2 separate regions of the Rattus norvegicus genome follow, and region 2 is linked to region 1. A link is a contact called in public Hi-C data. All regions are on one chromosome and are shown on one strand. The core of a region is the stretch at or near the end of the contact, and the rest is flanking DNA. Distances in the headings are between cores, read along the strand shown.

Region 1 (6,445 bases), core at 1,635-4,134:
AACAACACAGAGAAACCCTGCCTCAAAAAAAAAGCCAATCTCCCCAAAAGAAAAATACTGGAGGAGCAGAGGTAGGTGGATCATAGTGAGACGAGTATGACCTGCATTGGGAATTCTAGGCTAGCCAGGACTATACAGAGACCTTATTTTTAGTGAGTGTGAATGTTCACTGGGATTGTATGTAGTATCAAAATAGTGGGGTTGGGGATTTAGCTCAGTGGTAGAGCGCTTGCCTAGCAATCGCAAGGCCCTGGGTTCGGTCCCCAGCTCCGAAAAAAAGAAAAGAAAAAAAAATAGTGAAGATGTGGCTAACTCCGCATGCACAAGTGCAGATACACGTGTTGGTGTCAGGAACTGCTTTCGCCTCCAGCAGTGACGTCACCTGGTCACCTGCGCATCTGTTGCCACGGCAATGGTCACACATTCCCAGCAAACCTTTGGTTGAGCTCCCACCTTCACCTGGGAGCAGTTGCGTCACATTTCAAATGAAAGGCAGATCTTTCCTGCCCCCTTCCTCTTTTCTCTCTCTCTCTTCTTCCTCTCTTACCACCGCCCCCATCCCCTGTCTACGCCATCCCAATAAACCTCCTCCACGTGAGACCGTGTTGGCCTGGTGCGGTTTGTCCAGACACGAGCCTCGATTTCCATCCCGACAACAAGCAAATATGTGATATGGGATCCTCCACAAAAGGGATTCAAGCTAAGATACATGCTGCATGTCAAAAAATATCCTGAGCACACATCACATATGAAATTCTAGTGGTGGTTGATAACATGTGGGTAGGAGAAGGCGCGGACCTAGTGATTGCTGGGAAGGGCGGGAGGGGCCTCTGGGGTGAAGGAAGTTTCACCATGCTGGTTACTTTGTTTGCAAAATGTGTCAAAACCCACCTACACCAGACACAGCGGGACTTGAGAGGTAGAAACAAAAGGATCAGGAGTTCAAGGTCATCCTTGGCTATGTGTCAAGTGTGAAGCCAGCTTTCCGTACATACAAATCCTCTCAAACACCACCCTGTTGTTTGAATCTGTATAATTTGCAGCTTGTCAGTTATGCCACAGTCAAGTTGACACCAAGCCTCCCTAGGTTACTTAGGCTGGTCTCGAACTCCACAACCTCCTTTAAAGTTGGAATTTTCTTTTTGTTTAACGATACCAATAAATATGTAAAGAATGGCTTGGGTTGCAAAGCAGATTCTTTCTTATAGGGGGGATATAACGCAATCAAGATTTTTTTTTTCTTAAAGAAAATACCACACAACCTCAGGAACCTTGAGGCAAACAGACCCAGGCTGGGGCCGTTGACCCCCTGACACTGACTACTCTAGCAAGCCTGGGTCCAGATCTCCTCTGTTGAAAGCAAGACTTGGTCTCCCAGGGCACTCAGAGATGCCACTTCCTGGCCTTGACCTTGGGCAAGTTTACCACTTGGGGCTTGGTTTCCCTCAAATCTCCCAGGGAGATAAAGATAGGGCCCTACCTCAGAAGATAGGGCAATGAGAATATAATTAGACACCTCAGGAGGCCGAGGCCCTGGGCATGGGGCCTAGTGTAGAGTGACTGCTCAGGAGCTGGGAGCCATTGGCTTTTTAGGGCAGTGGAAGGCCATGGTGTAGGCTAAGGGGCTGGGGCTGGGAGATGTCCTCCTCCGGTGGCTTCACATCCAGCTGTCCCCATCCTTCATTACCAGCCCCAGCTGTTTGTTCCTCCCTCCCAAGAAACCGGACCCAGCCTGCCAAGGTCCTATTCTGGGTCAGGAATGCTGTGTCAGCATTTCTGCCCAGACCCAGGATCTAGGGGAAGAGGAAGAGTGCAGGGTCAGCAGACCTGGCCCCAAAGAGAGACCATCTCCCATACCCCAACCCCCATGTCGGCCCGGGGGAGGGTATGGTGGGAAGGACTAAGAAAGAGGCAGCCCCTCCCCCCTCTTGTCCCCTCCCTGTCCCCTACCCAGAGCCCAGAAAAGAGTGCTATTCTGGGAGAGACACCTGTTGTCCCAAGTCCCATCCCTGCCCCCAGCTAGGGATCCGAGATTTAGGGAGACAGGACCAGAGGGACAGCAAAATGCAGAAGGCTAAAGCCAAGGGACAAGAGACAAAGACAGAGACAGAGACAGAGACACAAGACATACCAAGGAGCTGGAAGAGACTTTATCACCATACCCTCAGAGGCCACACTACTTGATCCTCCTCACCAAAACCGAGGAGGAAAGTACATTTACGATCCAAGAGACCCCTAAGGAGACCTCCAAAAGCGGGGAGTAGAAAAGAAAGGTATTGTCCAGTCCACCCCAGCCCCCTTCCCAAGAATTTAAATAGGTCAAAGCCTGGAGCAAGACACAAATGAGGACTGGGGTGGCGGGGTGGCGGTGGAGGACGGCTAAATTAAGCCGAAGAATTAGAACCACCTTCCTCAAGTGCCTGCTTTCAGAATGGCGGGAGGGGGGTGGTGCTCCCTCAATGACCCCAAATCTCTTATGTCAGAAGAGGGCTTCTGAGGATCCCACCTCCTCCTGCCCACTCAGTCCTCCTAAGTCCTGCTAATTCTCCGTGGTCGAAAAGGTGATGAGAAAAGACGTTAACAACAAAGTGACCTCGATTTCAGAGACCACCAGCAAGCAGGGAAGAGACAGAGAGGGACTCTCAGAAAAGTAAGCAAGAAATCGCCCCAAAGCCTCCTGACCCAGACAAAACATACCGTCCGCAAAAACTGGACCTCGTCCTCGCCTTCACCTCCTCCATCACCCATGATGGCAATCCCCGGGTGTCCCGGGCTAAGGTCTGAGGATGGCGAGAGAGGGCTGCAGGCTGGGCGGGTGGGTTGAGGGCGGGCTGGGGTCCGAGACCTCTAGGGGAGCCAGAGGCACCCGCGAGGGAGATGGAACTGCAGGAAGCATGCCCTGTGCAGGACTCAGATGCAAGGAGGTCCCCGCCCCACCGCACACCCATTGGGCAAGTATGGGACAGGCCACGCCCCCGTCCAGAACCCCGCCCACAGCACAAACTTGGTGGAAGATGTTCGCTTCAGTGGTCTGGGTCTCTAGAAAGTAGCCGAGTGGCCATGACCACAGTGAGATATCATGTATATATGTGTTTAGTTAGCTCTCCCTCTCCCTCTCTCTGAATAGCATGTTCCTCAGGATGGCCTTAAACTCGTATGTAGTCAAGGATCATCTTGAACATCTGGCCCCATCTGATTTCAAACCCTGGGTCACTTGCATGCTAGGCAAGCATTCTACCATTGGGCTACACCCTCAGCCTAGTTCCACCCTTTCTTTTTTTTTTTTTTTTTTTGGTTCTTTTTTTCGGAGCTGGGGACCGACCGAACCCAGGGCCTTGCGCTTCCTAGGTAAGCGCTCTACCACTGAGCTAAATCCCCAGCTCCAGTTCCACCCTTTCTTAATGGCTAAACTGAGCTTTATCCTTGCCACAGAATAACACAGTTGTGCTTGGATGCACACCACATCCCCTAACGTTAAAAAAAACAAAAAACAAAAAACAAAAAACCACTTAGTGTCAGACATAGTGGTACGGCTCCTCATCCAAGTTCTGAAGAGATCGAGGCAGGAGGATTGTAAATTTGGAGCTGGGGCTGTATAATAAGACCCTGTCTCAAAACGGAGACAAAAACAGGGTTGCAGTCATGTCTCAGTCGATAGAGTTTATCTAGCTGTCACAAAGCCCCGGGTTCCATCCAGCACCACACAAACTGGGTGTGGCGGTGCTCGTCTGTAATTCCAGCAAGCAGAAAGTTGAAGACAAGAGGATCAGTAACTCAAAGCCATCCTCGCCTCCCTAGCTAGTTAGAGGCCAGCCTGTGCTACATGATACCCTGTGTGTGGGAGAGAGGGGAAAAGGGGGAGAAAACACCAGTCTGACCTTGAACTCACAAACATCCCAAGCCTCCGCCTCCTAGCACTGAGATTAAACAAATGTGTCACCCCACCCCGAGCCCCCAGCTAAAAACTGCCTTTTGGAATAGTCCTGGCTGATGTCCCTTACCCACCTGTTGCATTTCAGGTGTGAGCTAAGATCTTTTTATTACCACCCTGCTATTATTGGCATCCTTAACAGCAGAAAATAAAAGCACGTGTTCCCGGCGGGGACCTCCTGAATGCCTTGTAGTCCCCAGGGTAACCTCTAGGGGGCACACTTTCCCCGTTCTCACAGTGCCAAGTCTGCAGATGCGAAGAGCTGAGTTTGAGAGATGGAGTCAGGCACCTTACACAACATCACAGAGGCTGAGCTGGGATCTAGACCTAAAGATTGGGTTCCTAACCGCTACACTTCAACACCTCCATATCTTCATATGTTTTTCTTTTCTTTTTTTTTTTTTTTTGAGCTGGGGACCGAACCCAGGGCTTTGCGCTTCCTAGGTAAGCGCTCTACCACTGAGCTAAATCCCCAGCCCCATGTTTTTCTAATTTAGCCATGTGGAGGTACATGTCTGTAACCCTCCACTCTAGGAGGTAAAGGTAGAAGGATTAGGAATTCCAGGCCAGCCTTGGCTACATAGTACATTCCAGGCCAAACTGCATTACATGAATCTCTAGCTCAAAAATTAAAAAAAAAAAAAAAAAAAAGAGGCAGGATGGTGGCGCATGCCTTTAATGTCATCCCTTGGGAGGCAGAAGCAGGCAGAGCTTGGTAAGTTTGAGGCCAGTTTAGCCTACAGAGTGAGTTCTAGGCCAAACAGAGCTATATATGATCACCTGTCTCAAAAATAAAATAAATAAGGGCCAACAAGATAACTCAGCTAGTGGACTGCTTGCCCCCAAACCTGATGATGATCTGAATTCAATCCCAACGACCCAAATAATAGAATGAAGAAAGGGCTCCATAAGATGACTGTTTACCTTCACATGGCAGCCATGGTGGTGTGGGCAACCTACACACACACAGACACACACATATATACATACACACATGCACACACACATACACACATGCATACACACAGACACATACATGCATACACACACAGCCACACACAGCCACAGCCACACACATACATACACACACGCACACACATATACATACACACATGCACATACATACACACATGCACACATGCACACACATACACACATGTACACACACATACATACACGCACACACACAGCCACACACATACATACACACATGCACACAATACATGCACACACACATACACACATGTACACATACACATACATACATGCACACACACATCCACACACAGCCACAGCCACACACACACATGTACACACACATACATACACATGCACACACATACACACATGCATATACACAAACACATACATGTACACACACATCCACACACAGCCACAGTCACACATGCACACACGCACACACACATATACATACATACACACATTCACGCATACACACATACACAGAGACATATACATATACACACATACACATACACACACATACATACTCACACAAAATAAATGTTGTAATGTAATTTTAAAAAATAGCTGGAGAGATGGTTCAGAAATTAAGAGCGCCTGCTGTTCTTGCAGAGGATCTGGATCATCTTCCCAGCACACACATGGTAGCTCACAACCATTTATAACTTAAGTTCCGGGGGATCTGATGGCCTCTTCTGACCGCCTCAAACACCAGGCAATAATGCTCATAAGCATAACATTAGATAAATCTTAGAGATAAACTAAGGCGGGGTGGGCAAGATGTAGCCAGTTAGTAGGCTGCTTGCCCGGTGTGCAAAGAGCCTTGTGTTTGGTCCCCAGCACTATATTAAACATACCTGGTTGTGCACAGAAATCCCAGCACTTGGCGTGTAGGCAGGAGAATCAAGACTTCAAGCTCATCCCCATCTACACAGCAACTTAGCCTGGGCTACAGAAACCCTGTTTCAAACAAACAAAATGTGTGTGTAAACATCTTCTCAAAAGGGCTTAGGCCCACGCCTTTAGTCCCAGCACTTGAGGCAGGTGGATCTCTGTGAGTTCAAGGCCAACCTGGTCTACAGAGTGAGTCCTAGTCCAGCCAGATCCTGTCAATCAATAAATCAATAAAATGGGGGCTGGGGATTTAGCTCAGTGGTAGAGCGCTTACCTAGGAAGCGCAAGGCCCTGGGTTCGGTCCCCAGCTCCGAAAAAAAGAACCAAAAAAAATCAATAAAATGATGAGGATATTCAATAATAGAACACTCAATTAGCATATTTAGACAAAGCAGTATCTTGGAGATGGTGTAATTGCGGAACAAGTACGGGAGCTGATTTGTTTGTTTGCTTGCTTGTTTATATGAGGCCAGAAGAGGGCGTTGGGTCTGCTGGGACTGCAGTTACAGCTAGTTGTAAGCCACCATGTGTGTCTAGGGCTTGAACCCAGGTTCTCTGGAAGAATAGTCAGTGCTCTTAACCACGGAGCCATTGCCAGCTCCTAAGGACCTGCTTTCAAATCCCCAGAACTCACAG
Region 2 (6,445 bases), core at 2,913-5,412, 160 kb after region 1:
CCCTGTTAAACAACAGAGAAAAAAAACAACAACAAACAACAAACCTAAACACTGGAGGGTGGGTGGATCCGGAGCTGGAACAGAAGAAGTCAAGAACTGTCGGTGAAGAAAGGGCTGTGAGAAGCAAGCCTCGATAACTGAAGGCTAAGAGACAAGAGACCAAAAACTGCAGGGCTGGAGAGATGGCTCAGTGGTTAAGAGCACTGACTGCTCTTCCAGAGGTCCTGAGTTCAATTCCCAGCACCCACATGGTGGCTCACCACCATGTAATGGGATCTGATGCCCTCTTCTGGTGTGTTTTGGAGTGCGAGGCTGTACATTCACACTCACCCGAAATGAGCAAACCGTGTGATTATTTCTTTGTTAGAGTTATAGAGAACTTGCCCAACCACTGTTTACTTCTGGTTACTTTTGTCTAAAGACCAGCTCATCATCATCTCCATGAAAACCGGCCTATTTGGAAAGGTTAGCTGTCATCTTTGGAAAAGCATGGCTTTGTAGAGGCATAAGAGGGGTAGGTAGAGCTGGGCTGGGCTGAACCCAGCTCCCAGGCCTTTGTTGCATGCTAGGCCAGCGCTCGCATGGATATGTGTGTATTCTTTTTTTTTTTTTAAGATTTTATTTATTTATTTATTTTTTTGGTTCTTTTTTCAGAGCTGGGGACCGAACCCAGGGCCTTGCACTTCCTAGGTAAGCGCTCTACCACTGAGCTAAATCCCCAGCCCCAAGATTTTATTTTATGTATATGAGTACACTGTCACTACCTTCAGACACACCAGAAGAGGGCAACAGATCCCATTACAGATGGTTGTGAGCCACCATGTGGTTGCTGGGATTTGAAGTCAGGACCTCTGGAAGAGCAGTCAGTGCTCTCAACCGCTGAGCCATCTCTCCAGCCCGTGTATATTCTTTATTTAACTTCTAATCTGCAGGTGCACTGGTGCACACCTTTATCCCAGTGGATCTCGGAGAGCCCTGCTTTATCTCTTTCTTCTTTATTCCTTCTAGATCGGATCTCTCAGTGAACCTCGATCTAGGTAAGCAGTCTCCTGTGTCTCCCACCCAGAACCACACTGCTCTATAAAGTGAGTCTTAGGCTCAATAACATTTCCACACCCCCTGTCCTAAGATAACAACAACAATAATAATAATAATGATAATAATGACAATAAGCAGCCTGAGGAGGTGGGGAGAAGGATGGAGACATGGCTCTGAGGTGGAACTGAAGCATATTACCCTCTTGGATGGAAGGACCCTTTAACACTGGTTTGTTTGGAATTGTGCAAAATGTCCTAAGAATGACTTTAGGTTCAGATAGGGTCTGTCTGTGTCTCCAACAATGGCTTCCTGTTTATGTATTTGTGGTCACGGGCATGGACTTGTAGGTAGAGGCCAGAAATCATTATCTGCTGTTTTCTTCAATTCACTTCCACCTTATATTTTGAGACTGGGTCTCTCATTGAACTCACAGTTTGCTGATTCTGGTAGACCAGTTGGCCGGAGGAGCTCTCCTTGTCTTGAATTCTCTAGAACTATTGCACCTCTGTACCCAGCTCTTGTTTTTTATGTGCAGAAGCATTTGCCTGAACGTATGTATGTGTGCCTACTGTGTGGGTGCCTGGTGCCCTTGTATGTCAGAAGAGAATGTTGGTTCCTCTGAAACTGCCACGACAGGTAGTTGTGAGCCACCCTGTGGGCTCTGGAAGCAAGACCTGGGTTCCCTGAAAGAGCAGGCAGTGTTCTTAACCTCTGAGCTACCTCTCCTGTCCCTGTGCCAGGCTAACACATGGGCTAGGGGTCCTAACCCAGGTCCTCATGCCTCATGTCCAGTGCTGTTGTGTGGAGCTGAGCTCAGGGACAGACTTTGGAACAGTCTTTGGAAAAGCACGGGTTGGTGCCACCAGACTACCAGTGAGGCTTGAGCTCACCCAGCCTCTCAAGAATAAGTGAAGTATGGCTCTGCAAGTCATCTTACTCAGACTAGGAGAGCCAGAGTCTTTCCTTGACGCCCTTGGTAACATCACCATCTATTTATCCTTGTCATGTGATAGACTGTACTCACCACACTCACTGTCATTGCCACAGCACGAGCGCTAGGGAGACTCTGTCTTGTGCTGCTGCTTGCCGCTTGTTTCTAGTGCAGGGGCTGACTAGCGTGTGCTGGTGCATGCCCCAGTGCTGAGTGCGTTTTTGAGGAGCCCTCGGGGGCCAGAAGAGGGTATCCAGTTCCCTGGGACAGGAGTTACAGGTGGTTGGGAGCCACCGTGTGTGTGTGTGTGTGTGTGTGTGTGTGTATGTGTGTGTATGTGTGTGTATGTGTGTATGTGTGTGTATGTGTGTATGTGTGTATGTGTGTGTATGTGTGTGCGTGTGTGTGTATGTGTGTGTATGTGTGTGTGCGTGTGTGTGTATGTGTATGTGTGTGTGCGTGTGTGTGTATGTGTATGTGTGTGTGCGTGTGTGTATGTGTGTGCGTGTGTGTGTATGTGTGTATGTGTGTGTGCGTGTGTGTATGTGTGTGCATGTATGTATGTATGTGTGTATGTGTGTGTGCGTATATGTATGTATGTGTGTGTGCATGTATGTATGTGTGTATGTGTGTGTGCGTGTATGTATGTGTGTGTATGTGTGTACGTGTGTGTGCGTGTGTGTATGTGTGTGTATGTGCGTGTATGTATGTGTGTGTATGTGTGTGTATGTGTGTGTGTGCGTGTGTGTATGTGTATGTGTGTGTGAGTGTGTGTGTATGTGTATGTATGTGTGTGCATGTATGTATGTATGTGTGTATGTGTGTGTGCGTATATGTATGTATGTGTGTGTGCGTGTATGTATGTATGTGTGTATGTGTGTGTGCGTGTATGTATGTGTGTGTATGTGCGTGTGTGCGTGTGTGTATGTGTGTGTGCGTGTGTGTATTGTGTGTGCGTGTATGTATGTGTGTGTGTGCGTGTATGTATGTGTGTGTATGTGTGTGTGCGTGTGTGTATGTGTGCGTGTGTGTGTGTATGTGTGTGTATGTGTGTGTCTGTGTATGTGTGTGTGTGTGTGTGTGTGTGTGCTGGGAACTGAATCCGATCCCTCCACAAGTGCAGATGATGCTCTTAACTGCTGAGCCATCTCTCCAGGTTCCCCCCACCTCCCGTTTTTGAGGTAATTCTCAGCATGTAGCCCAAGTGTACCTTGAATTTTCATCTATCCTCCTGCCTCAGCCTCTCTTGTACTGTCTTTACCACCCCTCCTCAGTAGTTGAGATTCAATTCATCATGCTAGGTCCTTAGGCTTAGCACCAAGCCTCTTTACCAAGGGAGCTATCTCACTCGCCCAGGCTGTCTGTCTGTCTGTCTGTCTGTCTGTCTGTCTGTGGCAGGTCCACAGCTCAGCTTGTCCTGAAGTCTGAAACTCACTCTGTATCCTGTCCTCACCTTGAATCCCTGAATCTCCTGCCTCCACCTCCTAAGTGCCAGAGTTAAATGCTGTTGACACCACTCAGTAAACACTGTGCACTGGAACAAGTGAATAAATGGACGGATAGATGGGTGGATAAGTGCGTGAATGAGTGAGTGGGGTAAACTAAATGATGATTCAAGTACTTGCTTAGCATCCCTGAGGTCCTCGAGTCTGTTCCGATCACCTTCTAGTCGAAAAAGAAACACGGAAAGAACGAAAGAAAGAATGAAAGAAAGAAAGAAAGAGAAAAAGTTGTTCCTCAGGTTTGGAATCGCGTCACTTAGGAAGTGGAGGCAGGAGGTTTAAGAGTTCAAGGCCAGGCGTGGCTAATAAATTTCTCTGAAAAAGAGAAACTTCAGGGGTTACCCCACCCCACCCCCACCCCCACCCCCGTCCTGTACAGCTAAGCCCCGGCGCCCCCGCAACACCCTTCGCTACCGCCAGAGGGCGTAACAGGGCCGACCCCAGAGCGTGTCCCGGGACCCCGCCCTGAGTTGAGCGCCCCGGAGCCCTCTGAGATGGGCCCCCACCCCATCTGTATCCCCGCAGGACCCAGAGGTCGAAGCCTGCACATTAGCCTGCACGTCTCTGTAGGAAGGGAAACTGAGGCCCGCTGGTCGGAGTGGGGCGGGTCCCAGAACACGAGCCCCCGCCCCCGGTGGCCCCGCCCCACCCCGGCCCGTTAGAGACCCAAGCGCAAGACAGAGCGTAAAGTGCAGACAGCGGACGGCGGCGTGATGGCAGCGCAGCGGCTGGGCAAGCGCGTGCTGAGCAAGCTGCAGTCCCCTTCGCGTGCCCGCGGCCCGGGGGGCAGCCCTAGTGGGCTGCAGAAGCGGCACGCGCGAGTCACCGTCAAATACGACCGGCGAGAGCTGCAGCGGCGACTGGACGTGGAGAAGTGGATCGACGGACGCTTGGAAGAGCTGTACCGCGGCAGGGTGAGACCCAGAGGGGCCGGGATTGGGGAACGGAGGTAGCCTGAGACCCTGCAGACCCTGCGACCTGCGACCCTGCGACCTTGGTGACCCTAGTACATGCTCACTGGTGCACCGACAGCGGCCTTTGCTAGGAGGATTCATGCCCCAAGGCTCTGGTCTATGCTTAGAGGCATCCAGCTTGTGGACACCCAGACATGCACTCAGGGTCCCCAGACGTGTGTGTGTCCAGACAACCCAGACAACTGGGAAGGAAGGTCTGGAGATGAGATGAGAAAGAAGGAGGGGGCGGGGGGGGGTAGAGACAACATATTGAGAGAACGGATAGGGACGGGGATGTCCTTAAGCCAAACATAGACATGGGGTGGCAAGGGAGATAGGACAGCAGAGACTCTCAGCAGAGGAAGCAACAGTATACACAGATGACGGAAGTCACAGCCACTCACAGACACAGCACCAAAGTGAGCCGCACACAAACTCACAGGAATACAAGTGGATTAATTTAAGGGACAGCATGGCCTGGCATAGGCACAATAACGCACGCACAGCACAATCACCTCGGCGCCAAGTGAGGAGATGCAGCTGCACAGATACGCATCGGTTTCAGCCGCAGTGCTCTGAGCTCCAATACTATCTGGGGACACAAAGTGACTCAAGTTACATAGGGCCATTATCTGCTGTCAAAAAAAAAAAAAAAAAGTCTCACTGCCTACAAACTGAAGGGCAGATGTCACAACTCCACACACCACACACACACACACACACATACACACACACACATCTGTGGAAATTACACACGGAACTGGTAAAAGTGTCCCAGGAACACAGAGTGTTAGAAACCAAGAGCTGGGCCAAGAATGCTTGTGATGTCAGCACTTGGGAGGTAAAGGCTGAAGGGTTAGGGGTTCAAGGACAACCTTGGATAAGGAGACCCTGTCTGAAAAACCCAAAGCAAACGTGGTACGGTGACGTACCTCACACCTTTTAGACCCAGCACCGGGGAGGCCGAGGCAGACAGATCTCTGTGAGTTCGAAGCTAGCCAGGTCTACAGAGTGAGTTCCAGGTCATCCAGGGCTACATAGAAAGACCCTATTTTAAAAAAAAAAAAAAAAGATAAAGATGGTCCCTACAGCTTGCCATGTCTGACATGAGATAGCCACACTGGAGAGAGGCAGCTGCACTGGGTACACTCAGGTCAAGTAGGCCAGGCACACTTAGATGCCAGAGGTCCCATCTCCCACACAGGGCAACACCTTCACTTCCCAGTTGGACAGCAGGACTTTAGACTGGGAAAGTAGAGGCTCTGGCCCAGGGGCCTCTGGCCTAGGATATCTGGGTCTTGTCCACAACATAACCAGATATCTTTTATACCACCACCATGAGGCCTTAGCCTTCCCTCAGAGACGATTTCTGCTAGCCAGCCATGGTGAACCTAGGTGGTCACTTCTCTGACCCAGCAGCCTGCAATGTGGCCCAGGGAGGCTTGACTGGCCCTAAGCCCAGAAGCCCTTCTTGTCCCCATGGGAAGGGGCCCGCCCCAGCTGGCCCCCCTCCCCCACACCACTGCTAAGACTTTCCCTTGAAAGGGCAGAAGCCAATCCCTCCCGAATCCCAGAATCTGACATTCCGAGACTGGACCGGGCCTGCTTTGCCGAGTAGGAACTGCAGCCAAGGAGAGAGCCCTGTGCCAGCCAGCCCCAAGGACCCCGGGGCTGAGCCAAGGGTGCAGGCATCGGGCTGGTACCGGGACCTGGGCCTCCTCCCGCCCATCTGCCACTCCCCTCACCCCCACCCCCAGACCCAGATGTTTGACTCAGTGGCGCTGTCCCTGCCTGCCACATTATCACTGCAGGCCCGGTCAGCTGGGTCCAGCTGGTCCCGGCTTGGTGAAACGCCTCCAGAGCCCTGGACAAAAGGCTGTGCGGTGGGGCACAGGGGAGGCATGGGCTCTAACCGGCTTGCTCTCCCTGGCCTTAGGAGGCAGACATGCCAGATGAGGTCAACATCGACGAGCTGCTGGAATTGGACAGTGAGGAGGAAAGATGCCGGAAAATCCGGGTAG

Evidence for each region. Hi-C and Micro-C count contacts between places; a contact is called where the count stands out from the background.
Region 2: a Hi-C map of liver shows a contact between it and region 1, with 3 times the contacts expected there. The contact joins the promoter of Ppp1r14a here to the promoter of Ryr1 in region 1. A contact is called at or near these places in 4 of 12 Hi-C or Micro-C datasets (Schwann cells, kidney and liver).

The regions. Positions count from the first base shown.
Region 1 is chr1:93,548,421-93,554,865 of GRCr8, forward strand. It overlaps Ryr1 (ryanodine receptor 1), which reads right to left and starts at 2,885. Exons shown (of 106, transcript NM_001419537.1): 1 at 2,698-2,885. The coding sequence starts at 2,748. All of the region lies in intron 1 of LOC103689966 (MARCKS-related protein-like), which reads left to right.
Region 2 is chr1:93,709,940-93,716,384 of GRCr8, forward strand. Ppp1r14a (protein phosphatase 1, regulatory (inhibitor) subunit 14A) reads left to right here and starts at 4,163. Exons shown (of 4, transcript NM_130403.2): 1 at 4,163-4,385; 2 at 6,361-6,441. The coding sequence starts at 4,185. The region is part of intron 1 of LOC103689966 (MARCKS-related protein-like); the gene reads left to right.